Linked DNA regions of Rattus norvegicus: region 2 is linked to region 1. A link is a contact called in public Hi-C data. All regions are on one chromosome and are shown on one strand. Each heading gives the region's core, a stretch centred on a gene start, on an enhancer-like site or on the middle of the called end of the contact. The rest is flanking DNA. Distances are from core to core; before and after follow the strand shown.

Evidence for each region. Hi-C and Micro-C count contacts between places; a contact is called where the count stands out from the background.
Region 2: a contact with region 1 is called in a Hi-C map of liver, with 3 times the contacts expected there. The contact joins two enhancer-like sites. A contact is called at or near these places in 10 of 12 Hi-C or Micro-C datasets (the A7r5 cell line, the Rat2 cell line, Schwann cells and 5 more).

The regions. Positions count from the first base shown.
Region 1 is chr19:51,359,207-51,363,801 of GRCr8, forward strand. No RefSeq gene overlaps it. Among named protein-coding and RNA genes, the nearest start is that of Cdh1, 41 kb to the right of the region's middle. Within about 2 kb of position 2,250, at least 14 of the 93 cell types and tissues checked have an H3K27ac peak or open chromatin away from gene starts, as enhancers often do. A contact at or near this core is called in liver, where this site is marked.
Region 2 is chr19:51,440,702-51,445,602 of GRCr8, forward strand. All of the region lies in intron 2 of Cdh1 (cadherin 1), which reads left to right. Among named protein-coding and RNA genes, the nearest start is that of Tango6, 36 kb to the right of the region's middle. Within about 2 kb of position 1,695, at least 6 of the 93 cell types and tissues checked have an H3K27ac peak or open chromatin away from gene starts, as enhancers often do. A contact at or near this core is called in liver, where this site is marked.

The sequences.
Region 1 (4,595 bases), core at 1,000-3,499:
AGTCTGTGTGGAAGGTGAACATCCATGGGAAGAATTCTCGGAAATTCCCAGACTGCTAAGGGACATCTCCAATGATCAATTGCTGTGGTTATCCCTAGGGAACGTTCCTCTCCCTCCCAGCAGAGGGCACCATTCTCCAAACCACAGCTGGGGCTGGCATTTGCAGCCTGGCTTGACGGGGTGGTGCCACAGGAAGCAAGGGCACATGCCACAGGGCCACTGGCGGTGGCATACCTTACACGGAAGTCTGCTTGTGAAGACAGTTCAGCCTGCACAGAACCTATGCTTGGCAAATACTTGTTGAATCAGTGAACAAAAGAGCTCTCTGATGATATACCCTAGATGGGGATGATGGCTGAAGAGACCCCTGCAGTCCATATTTATTGGACTGTGTGATGGGCTATGGCCTTTACCAAAGAGTTGGAGTTGCTTACGGTCTCTCAACGAGGTGGGTTTTTTTTGTTTTTTTTTTTTGTTTTTTTTTTTTTGTTTTTTTGTTTTTTTATGGTTTCCTTTTAAAAAGGAAGTTGAGAGCCAGAGAGACGGACAGCTCAGTGGTTAAGAGCATGATGTGTTGCTCTTGCAGAGGGCCCAAGTTCAATGCCCAGCATGGTGACTCACAAATATTGATAACTCCAGTTCCAGAGGATTCAAGACCCTCTTTTGTCTTGCATGGGCACCGGCATGCATACAGTAAACAAATATACATGCTAGCAAAACATCTGTACTTATATGATAATTAAAATTAATAAGTTTAAAACAAATGCCAAGGGCTGGAGAGATGGTTCAGTGGTTAAGAGCACTGACTGCTCTTCCAGAGGTCCTGAGTTCAAATCCCAGCAACCACATGGTGGCTCACAACCATCTGTAATGGGATCCGATGCCCTCTTCTGGTGTGTCTGAAGACAGCTACAGTGTACTCATAAGAATAAAATAAATCTTTGAAAAAAAGAAAAAAGGAAACGGTGAGTTAGTTTAAGTGCTGGGCTGGGCGTGGTGGCACACCAGCGTGCATCCCTGTAATCAGCACTTAAGAGGCAAACTGAGACAGGAGAATTCAGAGTTCTGGACCAGCCTGATCTATGGGAAGACACCCAGATAGAGTGACAAGGGAGACAGGTTCAGATCCAGTTCTCCTGGATCTCCAAGGATGGGCCTTTATGTTTTCTTTGAGGCTGGTGTCTCATGTGTACCAGGTTGTTCAAATCTGAACTCACTCTGTAGCTTCCAACCTCTGTTCTGTCTCTACTGCTCAGATGCTAACCTAAGAGGAAATGGACCACCATGCCTACCTTATGAAATGCTGTAACTGGACCTAAAGCGTCATGAGTGGCAAGTGTTCTAGCAAACGAGGCACCTCTAGTCAGCAGCCCTTTTATCATAAGATTAAAACCTCTGCCAGGCATGACGGTAAATATACTTCGGCATCCAGGAAGCAGAGGGCAGAGACAGGCAGATCTCTGAGTTCTAGACCAGCCTGGGTTATGTAGCTAGCTCCAGGACAGCTAGAACTACACAGAAAGACTGTCTCAAAAACCCAAAACCAAACAACCAGCCAGACAAACAAGAACAAACCAAGGCTGGCTCCTACAGGGTTACGTGTCACCCTGCTAGAGGTTACAGCTGGAGCCAAAATGCAGGCACACATGGGACAAAACTAGCCTTCAGATGTTACTCTGGTCCTGCAGTAAGGCAGGACTGCCCATATGACTATAGGACTCTAGGTTCTACATCAGCCCTTCCAGCCTTTTTGGGGGGCCCCTTTGAATGTAAGCTCTATATCTCAGGGTCTTTGTATTCATTCACGTAACAACTACTTACTGATCAAACTTGTTCTATGCCAGGTACCATTGTTGGTGATGGAGAAAAAGAAATTTGGCAAGCAGCTAAAAATCCAAACTCTGACATGTCGGGGTCTCTGGTTAAAAATTGTGTAGTCTTGGTGCAGTGGCATAGACCTGTAATCCTGGTGCTTGGGTGGTGGGAGGAGGAGGATCAGGTGTTCAAGACCAACCTAGTCTGTATACTATATAGAGAGTATGTAGCTAGCCAGGCTGCATGAGAACCTGTCTCATATAAGCTAAACGTGTAGAGCTTACTACGGAGAAGAGAGCTGGGGTAGAGGAGAGGGGCCGGAATGGGGACTCCATTCTAGCAGTCAGAGAAGGCCTTGCTGAGAAGTGTGTGGGCACAGACTTAGGGAATGAGCTCCCAAGTGTGTGTCTCAGTAAGAGAAACAGAAAGTGAAAGCTGAATGCAGAAGGGGCTGGCAGAGTTCAGCGGGCAGGCCAGTATGGCTGGAGTGGAAGAACCAGAGTGGGTAGCAAGTGAAGTAAGGAATGGGATCCAGGGTGCCCAGTGCTGGGCATCTTTCTCTGGGTCTGGGCTAGGTGCTGAGTGAAGGGCCAGGCCCAGCCCTGGAAACCCTGGGAAAAGTCCTGACTCAGCTCTGCTCTGGAGCCAGCAAAACCTGATTCTTTCACTGAGCCATATGCAGTCACCAAGGGGGAGGCCAGGGCCTGCCTGGGCCTGTGTCAGCTGCAAACCTGGCAGACAGGAACAGCAAGATTCTTCTCTCAGGGCCCCAGGGCAGAATGGCAGCCTCTCAGAAGGCAGAACCTGGGTTAGAAATACAGACTTTGTCTTGGCAGGTGTGTGTGTGTGTGTGTGTGTGTGTGTGTGTGTGTGTGTGTGCCTGACTTCTCCCAAAGGGCCAAGGGAGCCCTCCGAGATGGTGTCTGAGGACCTGGTCTGACATGAGGCTAAGGTTCTGTAGGACATATTTGCTGTTAATATTGCTGTTATCTGCTCTTAGGCCCTCTCCAATTCCAGGTGGGCCAGGAGCCCTGCCCATTCCTTTAACCTCATCATGGTCTCAGCCCAGCAAGCTGCAGGATGGGGTAGGAATCTGAAAGGGGATGGGTGGGTCAAGAATGCTGAAATCCTGCCCTGTCATTCCTGTCCCCACTGCCCTCTTAGTAAGCCAAGCTCTGAGGCTATGAGGGCGGGCAGGGCAGAAAAGGCTCCTGCGATATCCTGAGATTCCCTCCCTCCAAATCAAACCTGCTTCACTCAGGGCCCCTACATTTGCATATTGCCTGGCAAGCCAGCCCCTTACTTCCTTAGGCGCAGCCCAGTGTCAGCTTCTTGGAGATGCCATCTTTGGATAACTCTCTAAAGAGCCTTTCTTTCTTGTGTATGTACGTGTTTGTGTGTATGTACACATGTGTGCTGGGGATGTGGACCAGAGGGGTCAATGTTGGGTTTCTTCAACTGTTCTCTACCTAATTGTCATTAGTGTGTGTGTGTGTGTGTGTGTGTGTGTGTGTGTGTGTGTTTCCGTGTCTCTGTGTCTCTGTGTCTCTGTGTGTGGTTTTTGAGACACAGTTTCTTTATGTAGCCCTGACTGTCCTGGAACTCACAATGTAGACTTTGCTGGCCTGGAACATAAAGATCCCCCTGCCTCTGCCTCCCAGTGCTGGGATTAAAGCCATGTTCCTCTATGATAAGCCACCTACATTTTCTAGATCAATGATGGATGTGGGTGGGCCCAGCCCACTGTGGGCGGTGCCATTCCTGAGCAGGTGGTCCTGGATTGCACAAGCCATGAGGAGCCAGCCAGCGAGTAGCGTTTCTCCGTGGTTTTTACGTGAGTTCCCGCCTCAGGTTCCTATTTGAGTTCTTGCCCTGGCTTCCCTTCATGCTGGACTCTAAAGTGTAAGTCAAATAACCACCCCACCCCCACGTTTTTGTCATGGTGTTTATTCTAAGGGCCTGAAAATCGCTGACGGAAGGCCCCAGATTCAGATAGAATCCAAAACCAAAAGGTATTTATTCTGCAGAAACAACCAACTGGCAGAGGTCAACCATTCTTTGAAACGGTGACCTCAGACAAAGGCATGCAGGCCTTCTTACAGGGAACCCAGGGGGCTCTCTAGAAGGATTAGGTAATCTAAAGTGTCATCGGTGGGTGCTGGGGGTAACAGGTATGGTCTGCATTCCTCTGTCATGAACGTTCAACCATGTGATGAGATAAGGCTGCCCAGCGCAGATGGCCCATTCCGAGATAAGACATTTCTCCACTTGTGTGGTTATCCCCAGGCTGTTCTTTGAGAGGGTGTTTATGATCTTCTGGATTTTATGTCTGTCCCTGGAGCTGATGCCTCATGGCCTAGTTTCTGGGACTTATAGTCTGTCCCTGGAGCTGGCACCTTTTGGCCTTTTTTTCTAAATCAGGCCTGGTCTTAAATGGAGACAGATGGGGATTATGTTGCCCTTTCCTTTATCAGGGCAATAGAGAGCAAACCAGAACGAACGCCCACTTGCTTTACTTTTTGGGACAGGGCCTTTGAACCTGAAGCTCACCCTTCTGCTAAACTGGCTGGCTTGCAAACCCCAAGGAGCCTTCTGTTTCCACTTCCCAGTGCTGGGGTTTCAGGCACACATTGCTAAGCGTTCTACCTGGCTTTTTATAATGGTGTTTGGATCTGAACTTATGTCCTTAAACTTCACAGCTAGACCCTTACCATTGGGCCATCTTCCTAGCCCATCATAGTCATCGTCGTCATCATCATCATCATCATTGTCCTTCATGT
Region 2 (4,901 bases), core at 445-2,944, 81 kb after region 1:
CTACATGAATGCATGAGTCCTCAGATGTCAGAAGAGGGCATGTGGTCCTTCAGAGTTGTAGTTACAGGTGGTTGTGAGCTGCAATAGGGTTCTGTGAAGAGCAATAAGCACTCTTAACTACTGAGCCATCTCTTCAGTACCTACAGGTTTTTCCTTTGTTTGTTATAGGCAAATTCAGAAAAAGAAGGGTGTGTGTGTGGGTGTGTGTATTGATTCACTTATCACATATCACACCCATTTCAAATGTGAACCAAATGCCTTTGGTATATGCACAGAATTTGCAACCATCCCCCATCAACGTTGGAGCATTTTCGGGGCCTGGAGAGGCAGCTCAGCAGTTGAGAGCATTTGCTGTTCTTGCAGAGGAACCGAGTTCTGTTCCCAGCACCCACATGGTGGTTCACTACAATCTATAGCCCCAGTTCTAAGGGGTCTGATGCCTTTCTGTGACCTCTGTATCACTAAGCGTCCATTTGGTACACAGACATACATGAGGCTAAAACATTCACACATAGAGCAAAACGAATAAATACAAAATGAATAAATAAATGAATAAATATTAAGAAATCTGCCCCTTGCCACCTGCCTTCTTCAAGCCCTGTCTTTTTGGTCTGGGATATTTGAGTACGACAAACGGAATGGCACGGGGCCTGTGTGGTCTTTTGTATGTGTGACAGATCATCCATGAAGCAGAAGGCACCTCTGTTTCTTTCCGTTGCTAGACAATACTCTGGTGATAGGATATTTCACTCACCGACCGTCATTCAGCATCTGCTGTGTCGGCTCTGGCGTGTGAGATATGCTACAGTTCCACCTGGTAACACTCCCTCCCCCACACATCCAGAAGGCATTGCTGTTGACATTCAAAACTAAGCCAAATCCCAATCCGGGGTGCAAAATTGACACCTGACAGAGTGTACAAAGAAGCGATGTGTGTCTGTTCTCCTGTCACCTTAGAACCCAGCTGTCTGGGTTAGTAAATGGAAGGACTGTGTTCTCACTTTCCATTACCACAAGGGAGTGAAGGAAATCCCCAGAACCCACAAGGTCAGGCTGTGCAGAAGGACTGTATGGGAGTAAAGAAGGTGGGCCTTTGGGTCTTCTACAGTCGGCCAGTTTGAGCCTTACTCTGCCATTCATGCTGTGTGACCTTGGAAGAGGCCTTTAACATCTCTGAGCCTTTGCTGAGTCATGTTTCCCCCAGGGTGGTTTGTAAAATGCACCTTGTGCCTGAGGCAATGACTTTTTTTTTTTTTTTTGCTTATATTGGATTCTACAGGCACTTGGGGGAAGATTTAAGATCTACCAACTCCTTTCCCATCTCTGTATTAAGTTAGTTGGAGGCCCGGGCAGTTTTCAAAGCACACCAGGACAGTATGCACACTGTACATTAGATCCCAGAGCGAGATTATAGACATTTTGGTCAACATGCTTTAGTTCCCGAGTGGGACTGAGGCCTTAGAGCTGTTATGGCTACATTAAGAACTAGGGCTAGGATGGTCCGCACACCGGCACTCAGGACTGCCTGCCTCTTGTGGGAAGAGGTTTAGGGTGGAGGACTCAGCTGTGTGGAATTTAGAACAAGACCCTCCCTGGGCTCTTCTCCCTGGGGGAAATCCACAGAAAGGGAAAGTAGAGAGGCAGCCTCCTCTTCCTAATCAATAAGCAAACAAGTCATGGAGCCACAGGAATGCTCCCTGGGCTGCAGCCAGTGGCAGTGCCAGTTAGCACCCCTGTGTTTAGGCAGTAGGGTGCAGTGGTATTGTCTGCTTGCAGCTAAAAGCCAGGACACCACAGCTCTGACTTGGCACGAAAGCCAAAGGTTTTTTTGTTTTTTTGTCTGCTGGTGTCAGCTTGGCCAGAAGAAAGGCTATCAGATCCCCAGAAACTGGAGTTACAGGCAGATGTGAGGTACCTGACGTGTGTGCTGGGATTTCTACATCTCTGGAAGAGTAACAAGTGCTTTTAACCACTGAACCATCTCTTCTGGCCCATTTTTGTCCCCATAACCCTATTACAGCAGGTAGGGACAAAGTCCCCATCTTCTTGCACCAGATTTCAACCCCTCTTAAAGTAATTGCATCCTCACCAGAGAGTGTCTGTAGGAACATTGAAACCTGGCTCTTGACCAGCAAAGCCACCCCAGGCCCCGAGCTGACCTAATGGAGCCCCATGGAGCATTACTGAGATCAAGCCTCAGGAGGTTTCATCTGCAGATGCTGGACTGTCCAAGAGAGGCCTGGGGAGGAAAATGACTTCAAGCTAGTGTTTCTTTTCCTTGGTCCTGACATGAAGGACAAGGAGATGGGAGAGATCTTGGCTCTCAACTGAAGGAGCAGGAGCCACTGCTGGTCACAAGCCCATGTAGACCTACAGGCACTGTTTCTTCAGTTCTGGCCCAGTGACCACATCTGCTGTGTTCTCACCTGGCTCTTCTGTGTTGAATCAGGGATCCAGGCCATGACAAGCACGAGGCGCTTGGATGGGTCTTAGAACTGCCCTTTGCACCACCCTGTGCCTCACTCTGGCTTGAGCATGTAGCCAGAAGTCCAGCCTTCCTGCTTGATTAAATCAGCCTCCCCCACCCCAGCCTACCTCAGTCCTTGGAACCCCATTACCTTCTCTGGATATACATACATACATACATACATACATACATACATACATACATATATACATATACATATACATATACATATACATATATATATATATATATATATATATATATATATATATATATATGTGTGTGTGTGTGTGTGGTTGTTATCCCTGCTGCCCCGGATCACAAATCTTGGGAGGGCAAAGAACCTGTTTTTCAAACACAGCTTCCAATGAAGCAGAGAGTAAGTCAGAGCTTTACATTTTGTTGACGTTCTGAGCATGGTGATACCGGCCTGTAATTTCAGCTACTCAGGAAGCCGAGAGGCAGGAGGATTACAGGTTAAAGGCACCCTGTCTGTTCAAGACCAGCCCGGACAACTTAGCAAGAGCCTGTTTTCAAAATAAAAATGAAAAAAAGGACCAGGGATGTAGTTCAAAGCCTGGGGATGTGGTTGCCTGTCGTGTGGGTTGATCTTGATACCTCCCAAAAAGGAAAGAAGAAGAAGAAAAAAAAAAAACCCACCTATTTTTGAGAAAGAATCCTTGAGGGAGGTGAGCACACCTGACTTTTTGCAAATGGAGAAACTGCCACTTGGCAGAGGTGAGCAATGGCCGAAGAAAGAAGCAGAGCTGGGACCTGAACCCTTGAGTGTGCTTAACCACATTCAACAAAATGTAGAATGCTAACGTGTCTCCTGTGTGAGGCTGACTGTGATTGGCTCTCAGCAGAGTTACCATGGAGCTGGAAACACATTAGCCCCATAGAACCTGAACTGGTGATCACTGCCCTGGTGTCCACAGTCAGCATTAATGACCTTAGAACATCTGGGGACAGGCCTGGTGATGATGGATTGCCCTGTATCCTGTTTACTCCCAGAAATCAGGATTTAATGAGCCTGAGAGAGTTCTCCCTGGTCTGTGACTTTGTGGGCTCTCCTCACTACACCCTGCTGGCTGTTTCTCCGAGATTCAGCCGTGCCTTCCTTGGAGATGTTTTTTGTTGTTTTTGAGACATAAGGTGGAAGGTTTTTTTGTTGTTTTCTTTTGGTTCTTCAAGACAGGGTGTGTAAGTAACTCTGGCTGTTCTGGAACTCTCTGCAGGTGTGTGTATAGATGGATATTATGTATGTATGTATGCATGTATGTATGTATGTATGTATGTATGTATCTATCTATCTATCTATCTATCTATCTATCTATCTATCTATTCATCTATCTATTCATCTTATCTATCTGACTAACTAACTGTATCTCCATCTGCTGGCTTTGAACCAGTGACCTGCCTGCCTCTGCCTCCCAAGTGCTGGGATTAAAGATGTGCTTTGTAGAAGGTTCTTGAGCCTGGTTTAGACTTCCTCCTTTGTTCAAACCTCTTCTGAGTATCCGTGTGGTTCTGAGGCCCTTGTCTATGGGATGCTCTTTTGCTAGTATCTGTAGCTACTTCCAGTTAGTCTGCACTCAAAGCCACATATCATAGTTGGCTTGCCACAGTGTAGACAGACTGTCTGGTTAAACCAAATTGTCAGACCACAGCTTCTGTCTGTTCCTAGCCATGTGGCTGGACCATATCCCTTTACCTTTCTTTCTTTCTTCCTTCCTTTCTTTCTTTCTTTCTTTTTTTTTTTCTTTCTTTCTTTCTTTCTATTAATTTATTATATATAAGTACACTGTAGCTGTCTATAGACACAACAGAAGAGGGCATCGGATCTCTTTACAGATGGTTGTGAGCCACCATGTGGTTGCTGGGAATTGAACTCAGGACCTCTGGAAGAGCAGTCGGGTGCTCTTAACTGCTGAGCCATCTCTCCAGCCCCCCTTTACCTTTATGTGTTTCTGCTATTTCATTTATGAACAAGAGTTGCTAAATGCCTCCTACTGTATACAACTGACCAGGTGTATCCAACCCAGGACTGCTCTCTAGCAGTAAACAGTTTATTATAGTTCTTGTCCTCATCTTTCAAGAGATGGACACAAATAGCGACCTATCAGAGTGCACCCATGTGTCCTCGGCAATAAAGGATTACTTGTCCATGCCCTGTTTTTAAGGCTATGATGACATCTACCAGGTATGGTTGTTTCACAAGTTCATAGTCCTTTCTAGTTTGGTGGACACCATTAAAGGAGAGAAGTCTGTCATTCCATTGCCCAATGCCATCTAAGAAAATGACAGACCTGGGGAGGGGTTTTCTGGAAGGTGACATCTGTGAAGACTTTGGAAAGTAATTCTGAACCACAGAACAAGAGACTGCCTACTCCAATCCCTTCTTCCTGCAGGTGAAACTTTTTATCTTCTGTCT